Linked DNA regions of Zea mays: region 2 is linked to region 1. Evidence: chromatin contacts called from public Hi-C data. All regions are on one chromosome and are shown on one strand. Each heading gives the region's core, a stretch centred on a gene start, on an enhancer-like site or on the middle of the called end of the contact. The rest is flanking DNA. Distances are from core to core; before and after follow the strand shown.

Region 1 (6,651 bases), core at 2,585-5,084:
TTTTTGCAATTATTTGATTTGCCAACACAAATACAGCATGCAATACATTTTTAGCACCCTGTCACATGTATTATAGACATAAACTGGTTGTAAAACTTTACTGGTTATAGGAGAAGGGCTAATTACCTATGCCTCCAGACACGGGAGTTAGGGTCAGTTGACTTATGGTGATAAGTGGCCAATATAGCCATGGGCGAAGCCAGCATAAAAACTACCCTGGTGCACACTCTATCAAACACAAAGGAAAATGTACATTTCAAAAAGAAATACACAACAGATTTAAGAAAAATATTGACAAAAATTACTTTACCCTGGTGCCTGTGCACCAGGGAACATCAACGTGGCGAAACCAGGGAACATCAATGTGGCTTCGCCACTAAATATAAGCCCCTTATACATTTCTACATTTTAGGTTACTCCACATGTGCGCACGACCAACACTACCACCACGTATCAGCCTCAAATTCCTTGTAACCTAAGTCATGTGCCAGTATATTAAGTCAGGCCCGTAATGTCACCCACAGCTCATTTAGTGCGATGTACCTTAGACTTATCCATTAAGCTATTGCCAAGGGATAGTTTTCAAGGTCTTAGATGTAGGGTCCATACCACAAGGCCCTACTACCTCTAGTGGGATCGCCACATTTTTTGTCCTAAGAGAGAATCAGGTTTAGCTAGCCTCAGTCCTCAACTCCTCTAGGGGGTCCTTAAGCGTTGAAGGGCATTTAGAGGTTAGCCTTACACTAGGCATACTTCATACTACCTCGAAGTCCGAGAGGACCTAGGGCTTACATTATGTTAGGTTCCTTGGGGTGTGGGGGGACCTCGAGAGCTTACACCATAAGGTGCTCTAGGTAGGGATGGCAACGGGTACATACCCGTCGGGTAGTACCATTCCATACCCGTACCCATCAAAAAAAATTCTACCCGTCGGGTTACCCATATATACTCGCGGGTATAAAATCTTACCCATACCCGTACCCGCGCGGGTATTTTTACCCGTCGGGTAACCCGTACCCGCTAGGAAAGAATTAAATTCCAATATACCAATCACTCAAAATATTAAATAAACATATAAAAACAACTTCAATTTTACATATAACAAATCATATGATTACATAACTTGGTATCTAGACAAATGATAACTAGAGAAGGGTTTTATTCTAGCTAAGTTGGACTCTATTAGATGTTTATAGTGCTATTGATGCGGGTATATTTTACCCACGGGTAGACGGGTATGGGTAGTACCAACCCATACCCGTACCCGTCTACCCAACGGGTAGAGGTTTTTACCCATTAACATACCCGCGGGTAGAGAAATCATCCCGTACCCGCCTTCATATCGGGTAAAACCCGTCGGGTATTCGGGTTTCGGGTACCCATTGCCATCTCTAGCTCTAGGGCATTTACAGTAGGGGACCCCCCTCCTGGTCTTTCAAAAAAAGGTGCTCTAGGCGTGAGGGCCGCCGAGGGCTTATACCATTAGGTGCCCTAGTTTGCTTGGCACAAGGGGACTCGGTGGCTTATGTTTGTATGCCACGGGATAAAGTTTTGAAGAATTAATTTAAAGGATGCCCCCGCATAAACCTACACATAGATGAGGCCCTCCTAGTTGTTGGCCAAAGGAGGTCCTGAGGCCACATCCTCGGGAGTATTATTCTCTCCATGGTGGGTCCTGAAGTCAGTCTCCCGAGTCAGGGAATGGTCTTCCCTGAATGCTAATTGTTACTAGTTAAACTCACTAGTATGCAAATTATGTACTTTAAAAATTCTACACGAGTGTGTGGGGAAGCACGGTGGAGAGGACGCAAGTACGGAGATGCAAGGCGACAACTATCGGTGTTTAGCACTAACAACACACTATGAGATATACCATAGAGTGATTTTGTGGTCGGCGAAGTCGACGGTAGCTCGATGGTTCGTGCTAAGCACGATAGAACACGATCGAGGATCTATACAGGTTTGGGCCACTAAGAAGCGTAATACCATACATCATGTGTGCTGTTGAGATGGAATTGCTCTTGGGGTCTAAGGTTATAGAGTTGACGAGAACTATGCTCTAGCTATGCCTAATCGAGGATCCAATTGTTTTGTAGGGATCCCTAACCCACCTTATATCCGACAGAATTAGGGTTTACATGGTTAAGTAGATCGCTATTGCTATGCCTTCATCTAAGGAGTTGACTCAGACTAATTCGCAAGTGTGTGAATCTCTATCCGGCTTATCTTGTCTTATGCATGCACGGGAGTTGGTTACGATGCCTTCACACCCACGTATTCGAGTTCTGCATCATCCTTTGGCCGAGTTCGACTAATCAGTCTTCGAGGTTTATCTCTCTAGCCCACTGAGGTACTATAACGGTCCACAGACTGAATCTGGGTCGCGAGGACCCAGTGGATATATATACCCGACAGCAGCTGGCCACAATACTTCTTTGGAACGTCGGGAGATGTCCGTTCACGATCGTGGTGGAAACGAGCGTTGCGGTGGCGGAGAGGACTGTTAGTGTATGTGTGGGCCCGAAGGACGGCGGGACTGCGATGGCGGAGAGGGTTGTTGGTGTATGCGTGGGTCCGAAGGACGGTGGGACTTCGGTGGCGGAGAGGGTTGTTGGTGTATGCGTGGGTCCGAAGGACGGCGGGAGAGGGTGTGTTTTTGGATGGAAGTGGCATATACAAAGCAAGGGAGACAATGACTATGGAGGTAATGGCCACACTAATAGCTTGTTCAGTTATGGGTGGATTGAGGGGGATTAAATCTTGAGGATTTATGTCTCCAATCACTCTCAATCCATCCATAACCAAACATAAATCCTTAGGATTTAATCCCTCTCAATTCACTCATAACGGAACAAGTTCTAAAGATGTCTGACCTTCGTAAGATTTGTGGAGCCAAGGTGGGTGCCTCGTCAGTGTCATAGCATCAACAACGGGAACACACCGAACACAAATATATACAACATGACAACATCGACGTTGTTGTCTATGACACCAAACTATTTTAGCTCGACTCTATAGCTGCATTTGACGCCAACCTCTATGGTCCAGAATCAAGATTTTGACTAGCAAGGATATAAATGTGATTTTTTTCTGGAAAAAAAGGATTAAATTAAAATCGGTCGGACCGGACGAGAGGCTAATAGGTGCCTGTTTGGTTCAGCTTTTTTCTGACCAGCTTTTCTGAGAATCTGGCTGTGGGGAGAATCTGGCTGTAGGGAGAATCTGAGTATCATTACGATTACGTGTGGAGGAAGATAAAGTTATTCATAGGGCTTAGGATCTAGAAAGTGACGGATTCCTACTATTACAACGACTCAACCGATTATATGTTTATGTTGATTTTGGATGGTTTTTGCCCCAACGAATTTTATAGAAGCTGACTGAAAAGCTGAGCGTTTGGCAGTTCGCAGCAGCTTTTGGTGGCCAGAAGCTGCCAGAAGCCAAAACAAACAGGGTCTAGTAGTAGTACGTTTACAACCCAGTCCAGCTGCCCATCCAGTGGTCAGCATCAGCCACAGCCGATCCGGCACAAACAAAACAATAATAACGCACAAAAAACACGTTTCAACCCTTTTTGGCTTTTGGTCCCCCGCGGTGCCCAGCCGTCAGCTGTGTGCGTCGCTCTCGCCGCTCGCCCCCCGGTCCCCGCGGCCGCGCGGATCGACAACCAGACCAGGCGAGCATGTCCGCCCAGAGGACCGAACAAAGCAGAGCTACCACCTACCAGCAGCTCGATCGCTGGCATTGTTTTTTTTCTCTCGTAAACGTCTCTTTCCATCTCTGACTATATATACCCCTGTTGGGTCTCGATCTCACTAGCTAATTAAGCCATCCAAAGCATCAAGGGGCCGGCCCAAGCACACCGCAGGCTCAGCCGTCCACCTCTTTCTCTCACTCTCTCTTCAAGAACTACTCGAGGTCTAGCTAGCTAATTGACCCAGTACGTAACGTTCCCTTGTAGTACGTTCTCTCTACTCTCGCTGGTATTCTAGCGAATCAAGCTCATCATCAGCTTGATCAAACGTGTTTTGATTGGCACAGCACGCGTCGTCCATACCTCACCCTCATCATCTCCACACTGCATGTGCATGAGTCGTTGTCGTCGTCGTCAGTCGCCACACCGGCATTCCCATGATCCCATCTCGTGCCATGTCGCGCTCCATTTAATTCCCGAGCAAGATCGGAGACCGATCCCCTCCTCGTGTTTTCCCCCACCTTTTTCGCGCGTTGAATGCATATGCCGTAGTCACCTAGTTTCCCACGTACTGTACGTCGTATAGGACCCAGAACCCAGTATGGCAGTATGCACTTCTTCCTCGCTCTCAGCAGCATGCGCCGATCGTTAATTCTTTTCACTGTTTGCATGCATATAGGCTGCGCGCGGCGGCAGGGAAGGGACGATATAGATACACACAGATGGCGGACTGCATGCAGGAGTGGCCGGAGCCCGTCGTCCGCGTGCAGGCGCTGGCCGAGAGCGGCCTGTCCGTCATCCCGCGCTGCTACGTCAAGCCGCCGTGCGACCGCCCCGCCGTGTCCCCGGCGGCGGCAACGACAGTCCAGGAGACCACGGAGCCCTCGGACATGAGCATTCCGGTCGTCGATCTCGGCGCGCTGCTGGCGGCGGACGGCGGCGCCGCCGTCACCGAGGCCGTCGCCGCCGCGTGCCGGGAGTGGGGCTTCTTCCAGGTGGTCGGCCACGGGGTGCGCCCCGAGCTGTTGCGCGCGGCGCGGGAGGCCTGGCGCGGCTTCTTCCGCCGCCCGCTCGCGGAGAGGCAGCGCTACGCCAACTCGCCCCGCACGTACGAGGGCTACGGCAGCCGCCTCGGCGTCCAGAAGGGCGCCGCCCTCGACTGGGGCGACTACTTCTTCCTCCACCTCGCGCCGGAGGCGGCCAAGAGCACGCCCAAGTTCTGGCCGGCCGTGCCCGGCAACTGCAAGTACGCCCACTTCCAAATTTCGTACCCTTCTTCTTGGAAAAAAATTTGTTGCAGTCCGGCTGCAAACCAGGCTGTTTGCAGCCCCTCACAAAAAGGAGGATAGGTCCCACCCGCAGGTAAATAATACAACTAAAACGTTATCTGGTGGACCTGCAGGTGGGGCCTATCCACCTTTTTGTGAGGGGCTGCAAATAGCCTGGTTTGCAGCCGGGCTGCAACAAATTTTAGCGTGCCTTCCCATCATGCATGTGCATGCATTTAGAGCTGTGGCGATGTTGTTATGTACTAGGTAATCAACACGAGGCTAGCTCCGATTCCATCCCGTTTGGAACACATGCATGAAATAATTTCTGGCTATCGAGGAGAATTGAACTGTTCTTATGAAACTTTCATTAATTATGTGTAGGAGTACTATATAAGGTGCTGCTACATAGACCCCCCGGCCCCTAGGAAGAGTGGGCTAGCTTGAGTTTGATTGAACCCTGCAAGCTTTGAGATTCACCTTTTCTTCTGTTTGGGCATATGCCTATATGGAAGAAAAAGTGAATCTCAAAGTTTCACAGTTCAACATTTTAGATGATGCTATATATAGTTCATATGATTATATGGCTTTGTTTTTTGTGTATATATTAAATACAATATGTTTAAACAAGAGTGTGTAGAAAAAGGATGTCCTTGGCAAAAAAATGTTTTTTATCAGTGACATACTGCGAAAACTACACAGCTATATTTAATTGTTCTATCCTTAATGAACACATATTTAGGATTAATGATGTTTTACCAGAGAGAACGACAGTGCACTGACTGTTAGGAAATAGATTAACGTAACTGTCCCTGCCCATGCATGCCGTACTTCTCCAGCAACCATTACATCTTGTTCCCTAGTCATTGGGTGGAGCCGGCCTAAAATGCATAGATAACACTTTTAAGTACTCCATAGAAAACAAGTCCCGCCGTAGCAATGACTCAGCGTCCAAATACAACACGTGCATGAAAAATGGAAAGTAGGTCCATGGTGCTTTCATGCATGCAAAATGCCTAGAGAGCCACAGCGCAACGCATGCAGCTGGTCAAGAATTCCAAAGCTATGGGGGTAGGCGAGTAGCACGGCACCGGGACGTGCTGCTGCTAAATCATAAAAGGGGTGTCCCTGTCGTTGTAGACCTCGTTCCTAGCACGCTTCTACTCCTGCATGCATGCCAGGTGCCAAATTGGCTGTGCTGGGACTGCCCGTTGCTGCAGTAAAAAACCGGCACATACACGTGGTCGAAGGACAAGATTACTGTTAGTTACTGACATGCACGTACGTACAACAGTATAGCTAGTAGCTAGCGGCTCATGTACTGTATTGATGTGTATACATCATGTGCGTGTATATATGCTATATACAGGGAGGTGTCCGAGGAGTACGGACGCGAGGTGGTGCGGCTGTGCGAGCTGCTGATGCGGGTGATGTCAGTGAGCCTAGGGCTGGACGAGGCGCACCTTCAGCGGGCGTTCGGCGGGGCGGGCTGCTGCGGCGCCACCCTGCGCGCCAACTACTACCCGCGGTGCCCGCAGCCGGACCTGACGCTGGGCCTCTCCGCGCACTCGGACCCGGGCGTCCTCACCGCCCTCCTCGCCGACGAGCACGTCCGCGGCCTGCAGGTCCGCCGTAGCGCCGGCGACTGGGTCGACGTGCGCCCCGTCCGCGACGCCTTCATCGTCAACG
Region 2 (6,843 bases), core at 4,342-6,841, 540 kb before region 1:
AAGCAGGGCACACATACATTCCATTCAGATATTTTGGCATTAGCTCTCTATGACACAGTACAATACATATAATACACTGTCGCTTCACATCGGATGCCATTATTTGCTGTTTATACAAGTCTACAACACAGTTATAGTAGTAGCAGTGTGTCCTGTCCATGACATTCCATGGTTACATAAATATTCAGTTTTCAAACTTGGCTGGAAATTAAAAAAAAAACCTCCCGTGAACACCAAATAAAAACTCTGTAATCCAAGAGATAGATGCCGACGACATAAAAACATGAGCAGCAACCATTTGTAGAATGAAAGCTTGTACAACGCATGCAGCTGGTCCATAGTAGAAGATTTGAGCGACAAACGATGCGTCTCTTTCAGCTTAGGTTGTCTCCAGCAACATCCTCTAAATTTCATCCCCTAAAAGAATATTCTCTGTCTTTTACAGCACCCTCTAAAAGATTCTGTACTCTATATCTTCTCCATCTCCAGCAACGTCCCCTAAATTCTGTCCTTTAGGCTGTCTCCAGCAACGTCCTCTAAATTTGATCCCCTAAAGGAATATTCTTTGTCCTTTACAGCACTCTCTAAAAGATTCTGTACTCTATATCTTCTTCATCTCCAGCAATATCCCCTAAATTCCATCCTCTATATCAACAGTGTACTAGATTTGACATTCTATATTATTTTTTACTACTCGTCACCACGTGAGCGTACAGACACAAAAAAGTGTACAGTGTATAGAGCACCCTCTACAGGTAGGGGACGCATGCCATCCTCTAAATTTTAGAGGACGCTTTAGAGTTCCTTGCTGGAGGGATAAAGGACCTGACCGTCCTCTATATTTAGAGTACAGGACCCTTTACAGTCTCCTGCTGGAGACAGCCTTATATCTACAGTGTTAACAGAATCCATTAACTACAATATTTATTCTCTCTTTTTCATATAATTTAGTCCTCTAATTTTCATCTTGTACGGCTTGTCTACCAAATATTACACTAGAAACGTGTTTTATTTCTAACGAAAATATGCGCGAAGTCAAAATCCCCAATTCCCCGGTTCGTCTTCCTAGAGCACGTCGTCAAACGCACAAGAGGGGCTGCACGTGGGTGCCTCTGCTGGCTCCCTGTGCGCCGCCGGCGTTGGAGCTCGGCCCCAACGCGCTCTCGTGGTCCTCGCCAGCAACCACCCGTGTTGTCGCCCTCCTCCCCGGTGAGCTGCCACGCCCTGGTCCTTGGCGGGTGCGCGGTCGTCTTCCTTGCCGGTGGCCTCATGCGCTCTCCTCCTTCTCCCCAGCGAGCTGCTGCGCCCAGGTCCTCTGCGGGTGCGCGCTCATCCTCCTCGCCGGCGGCCACACGCGCTCTCCTCCTCCCCGGCGAGCTACCGCGCTCGCGTCTTCGACGGCTGCGCGTCGTCCTCGCCGGCGGCCGGGCAAGCTCGTCCTCCTCCCCGGCAATCCGCCGCGCGTGCTGCGCCTCGTCCCTGGCACGTGTGCGCTCCTCCTCGTCCCACCCCACCTCTTCTTCTACCTCCAGTTGTTTGCACGGACGGCTGCAATAGCTTCCAAGACAGTGCGGGAGGTAACGGAAGGAGGCTGCGTGCGAGAGCGAACAGTGCATAGGGAGCGATCGCTAGACCGCCACATTTGGCGGACGAGAAGCGCACGCTATGTTTTAGCGGAGGCTTTAGCGTTTCTTGCTAGAGTCGTAGCGAACGTTCAGATCTGGTATATTTAGCGTACAAGCTCTTTTATCGTCTCTTGCTGGAGGCACCCTTACAAGTTTCTGTTCTGTTGCTAGTGCTGCCTTGGCTGACAGAAGGCTGCTCTGCCCGTGCAGCTAGGCAGGGATCCCGCCAGCATCCTCTTTCATTTGCTTCAACCACATGCCGGTCCTTGCAACAAGTGTGAGTCAGAGCGGTGTCGCATCTGCAAGGATGAGAAACGTATTATTGAAAAAAAAAATGAAAGTCCAACGCAAATAAAAGGTGCAATTTTAGTAGAAAAAACTCGGTTTTATGCATCGTACGTCTTGTAGAAACGGTACGTTTGAGAACTCGCACTCCATGAAATGCTCGGCTAACTCAAATGTAGTCTTGGGCACAGACGACTATGACCCAAATTGTCATATTCCGCAGCATATATGTAACAGAGATTGGGATAGAAAAGAGCGTGTCATGACCTAATCTCTATTCTAGGAGTTTAGACAGTGTTAGTTTTCGTAAGTCCCATGCGAAACGCTTTGACAAGCAATTGGAGTCCACTAATACTATAATAACAAGTTGGTTTCATAAGTTATTGTACTGAAACATGTGATAAATACATAAACTGAATAAAATTACCACAGCAGCGTCTGTAGTCCAACGGTTAGGATAATTGCCTTCCAAGCAATAGACCCGGGTTCGACTCCCGGCAGACGCAATTTTGTTGTTTTTTTATTTTTTTTGCTTAGCTAACCTCTGTACGAATATGAAGGTGTGAGGAGCTATATATCCGCCAGTTTCCATTTTGATTTAGATGCATTTGGTGATGTGTAGATAAAGTAGTTAAATTTCAACCTGTTCAAAGATAAAAACCAAGCTTCACATGTTCTTTTTGTCTGTTCTGTCACATCGGCAAACGGTCGGTAGGTATCGATGCTGTGGGCCTGTGACGTATATGACTTTTAGGCCCAGTTTAAGGTTTGTTCCGTTAGAAGTGAATGTTACTAATCAAACAAACTCAAACTTCTGCAAAATGGTGGAGCTGTCTGCCACTTTGTCACAAGCTCTGTCATTCCCCTTCCAAAAACGATAACAGAAATGTTACTTTAATATAGAAATTGAAAGTCAAATTATATTGAATAAAAAATACACCTCCCATTCCAAATTGTAAACCACTTTAATTTATTTAAATCAGATTTGATATATCTAGCAAAGTTAATATAAAAAATAAAACGACTCATCTTATATTTTCTAAGGTCCGGTTTGGAAGCAACAAATCTTTGAGAAATTGGTTTATAGAAATTGAGTTATTTTCAAATAGACCAGTTTATGCTTCAGTTTTCAGAAACTAGATTCCCAATTTCTAAGAAACCAATAAGCTAACCTTCTCTAGCTAAAACCAATTTTTGCCTGGCAAATTACGTACCACCCTTAATTGATTTGGTGGAAATTATGGAGATTACCACCGCTCTTAGACCTATGCATACGATCCCCATGATGCTTGCTTTGTCCTATTTGAATGTTTAATTATTATATGAAAATCTTAAATTTAAAAAGAGTTTAATCTATATTTAAAATTGGCATCAGAGAAAAATGAAGGGAACAATGGAATCAATTACTTTGAAAATAGAGCAAGGGTAGACTTGTCTTTGTGTATCGAAAAAGCTAGAAACTGGTTTTCAGGAAACTAGGTTCCAAACACGCACACCCAAATTTTTTTCCCATAAATCAGTTTCTAGAAACTGGGAATAGAAACCAATTGTTTCTTAGAAATTGTGGTGCTTCCAAACGGGCCCTAGATCAAAAGCAATACAAACAAGCATGTTACATTTATGGATTTGTACTTTGGAAGTTTAGATCTAACAACTAAGACACGAAACTAACGCATTAGGATTAAATGTCCTCTGTTCTCTCTATAATTCACCTTCATCTTTAATGTTCAGATCCACTATTGAGAACAAGGTCTCCTACCAAAGGTGTAAGGTAACAAATGTTGTTTATAGTCTTTATTTCATGTCAAGGAGATTGAAAAGATCCAAAGTACTTCAACCTTCATCCACTAAATCCTCGTTAGACTGCTTTAGCTAGCCAAAAACGAGTTGAGAGTAGATAAAGGAAAGAGTGATGTAAGTGGAGCTTTGATGATGAAAGCGAAAACCTTAATCGGAAGCGATGCCCAAAGAAGGCCTCGACTGAGAGATGTGTGTGGCATGTTTGCATAGTGAAAACTCAGAAATGTACATCTCTAAATGTGAATCAATAGTATGTAAACGTGAGGGGCAAAAATATAACTTCACACAAGATAATAAGGAATCTCAGTCCTATAAATATATAAACAATATGACCGCTAAAAAGGTCGGCTATTTGTGGAATTTGCATTTGCCATTGTCACATGCCCTGTAAAAGCATCCGAAGGTATAATCATGTTTCCAAAGATCTTGTTAATGTTGCAGGAAATGAGGATCCATTTTGTGAGGCAATCAAGCAAAAGGTTATTGAAGAAGAGGCTCCTGAAGTCACATCCACTCCACAAAGAACAGCACTTGACAACACTCCAATTTGTGGACAAAGCCTACCACATGACGATGAGCAAAGTGAAGATGATGAGACCGCGTCGTATTAATGAGGGGGTGGTAACAACTAAATCTTAAGTGCATGGTGCTTTCAAATTTTACTCATTATGTATCTTGTGTAGCCACTTAGGAAGAGGAAGCAGTCGAGGGCATATATTGGTTGTTGGTTATGAAGGAGAAGTCTGATTGTAATTGAAATTGATCATCCACAACAAGCAATATAGATGAATTGAGTTTCCTTTGTGGACTTCAAACGAAGAACTTTATTTAAGATGAAGCAAGTTTGTATTCAGCCATGCATCCTATGAGTTGGTTTTAGGGCTGGGCATTCGGTTTTTTCTAAACTTCGGTTCGGTTTTTCGGTTTTAAAAAACTTCGGTTTTACAGACATTAGAAATCGATCGGTTTTCTAGAAAATGAAAACCGAGAAGTTCGGTTTCGGTTTTTTACTTCGGTTTTTCGGTAAAAACCGAATACCAAACTTATACTCAAGACAATACATACAACAAGTTTACATGATAGATTACACATAATTTTAAAAAATAAAAAATTTATAGGTACAAATATTTAGAAATACATCATAAATCACATAGAAATAAGTGAATAACAATTTAATTGTATCACATATTTAGTTCACATAATTAAATAGTCAAATTTGATAATTGATAAAGTTTGGTATTCGGTTTTTTTGGTATTTCGGTTTGGTATACGGTGAAAACCGATTACGATACCGAAAACCGAACTTATTAGATACAAAAACCGAAACCGAACCGAACTACTGAAAAAACTGAAATTTCGGTTCGGTTCGGTACGGTTTGGTTTTCGGTTTATGGTAAAAAGTGCCCACCCCTAGTTGGTTTATTAAAGGAATTGAAAGCTTGGTTCACATTAGAAGATAGATGTAAAACTCAAAGAAAGCCAGGAATAAAGAATCGAGCTCAAGTTACGAAGAGGTAATTATCGCTCACAATTCAAGAAGCCTCTAATTGAAGGGACGTACTAAACCCTGTCACATGATAGATCGTTAAAATTTTCGTTCTCATTCATGTTATGGTCAGCTACATGCTTAATTAAACGGTTGCAAGACACGGGCACGACTCCCGTGCTGACATTGTGGTGCGAAAACCGTAACCCGCTCGCTAATTTCCTTGTCTGCTGAGTGCTCATATCGACTGATCAGGCCGACCAGCCTATGGTCCGCGCTAGATTAGGTCATTGTCCGAGTCGGTGGTAGCGGCAACAGTATAGGTCAGTAGCACAGGATGTCTGCGCATGCACATGGTCGCGCCAGGTTTTGGTTGGACGGGGGGTACTAGTCGTAGTCGCCACCAAATAATTTCACGGCGATGGTGCGCCGCGTGTATGCTAATAGGTGAGGTGCGTGAGGTCCAAGGCTCCAGGCAGCCTTTGCAGCGTGCAGCCTTTCCACTTTCGATCGAGGGCAGGGGCACCCACCGTCACGTGGGCATGCATTTGACATGTTACTACTAGATGAGTCATCACGGAGCACAGGAACAGTCCAGCCGACCTGCAACTGCAATTGCCTGGGCCTGGCTACTGGCTAGCATTCGGTGGTCACTGACTGGTGAATGAAACTTCTAGTAGTACTGGTAGCTCATGGATCAAGCACCAAGCGCGCCTTCCAACCTCCTAATTAAACACCTGTCCGGAGGTGAAACGGGCAAGGCAAGATTGTCCCTTCTTCTTTTTTCCCGGAGGTGAAACGTACAGTGGTAGTTAAGTAGCTGCCAGCAGCTGTTGCAGAGACGGTTCAGAGGAGCTGTAAATCTAGACAAAAAAAGAAGGCAACGAATTCGATCAGGAAAACCCTATCTCCTATTCCAAACTTGACTGGGCGAACGTCGCAGTCCACCGTGTGCACAAGCAGGCAGGCATGCTGCTTCGTTCATTGTCCTACTAGTAAAGTGCTCGCGCCCCGTTTCTTGACGTGTTTACATAAGATACAAAATCTTATTGCTTAGAGATGTATATATACATATATAATTGTTTGAAGTAGTAGAGTAGTTTAGGTCGTAAATAATATAACATGAGCAGTGTGAACGCTATCTTACATTGATATTGTGTGTAGCTTACCTTATGCCTTCAGTGAAATCTGCTCGAGCTATCTTCATACTGAATTAGAACTCTATAGTTTTTTAGTATGCTGTGATAACTAACAAGGAAATTATTATAATATATATAAACTAAAAAAAAACACCTCAGCAAAAGGTGTGTCTAGCAATAAAAGAGCATATGCCATGCTTAGTTAGTCTTTGTGCATAAAGTGAGCTACAATTGTCTATGAGGACAAAAAAATGATTTCAATTAGGAAGGATGAATAGTAATGATAACTTACATGCTAAATGAAAAAGATTTTTTTTTGAAACCCTGCAGGTCAATAGATTAGTTGATAAAAGAAGAAGAGCATTTAGCATATCCATTCTACAGGCTTGTTGAGAACAATAGAATTGAGAAACCCTTTCTTTAATCTATCAGTTGAAGCCTTAAGGATCTCTTTATAGTGTTTCCCATAATTACAATTCCTGTAGTTTGCAAATTGGAACTGCGGAAA

The links. A called contact is a pair of places that touch in the nucleus more often than the background predicts.
Region 2: a contact with region 1 is called in a Hi-C map of ear, with 2.0 times the contacts expected there. The contact joins the enhancer-like site here to the promoter of LOC100502161 in region 1. A contact is called at or near these places in 2 of 25 Hi-C or Micro-C datasets (ear and tassel).

The regions. Positions count from the first base shown.
Region 1 is chr3:187,948,954-187,955,604 of Zm-B73-REFERENCE-NAM-5.0, reverse strand. LOC100502161 (jasmonate-regulated gene 21) reads left to right here and starts at 3,834. Exons shown (of 4, transcript NM_001196639.1): 1 at 3,834-3,940; 2 at 4,374-4,940; 3 at 6,332-6,651. The coding sequence starts at 4,417.
Region 2 is chr3:188,486,194-188,493,036 of Zm-B73-REFERENCE-NAM-5.0, reverse strand. TRNAG-UCC (transfer RNA glycine (anticodon UCC)) reads left to right here and starts at 2,345; the gene lies at 2,345-2,416. Within about 2 kb of position 5,591, at least 13 of the 20 cell types and tissues checked have an H3K27ac peak or open chromatin away from gene starts, as enhancers often do. A contact at or near this core is called in ear and tassel, where this site is marked.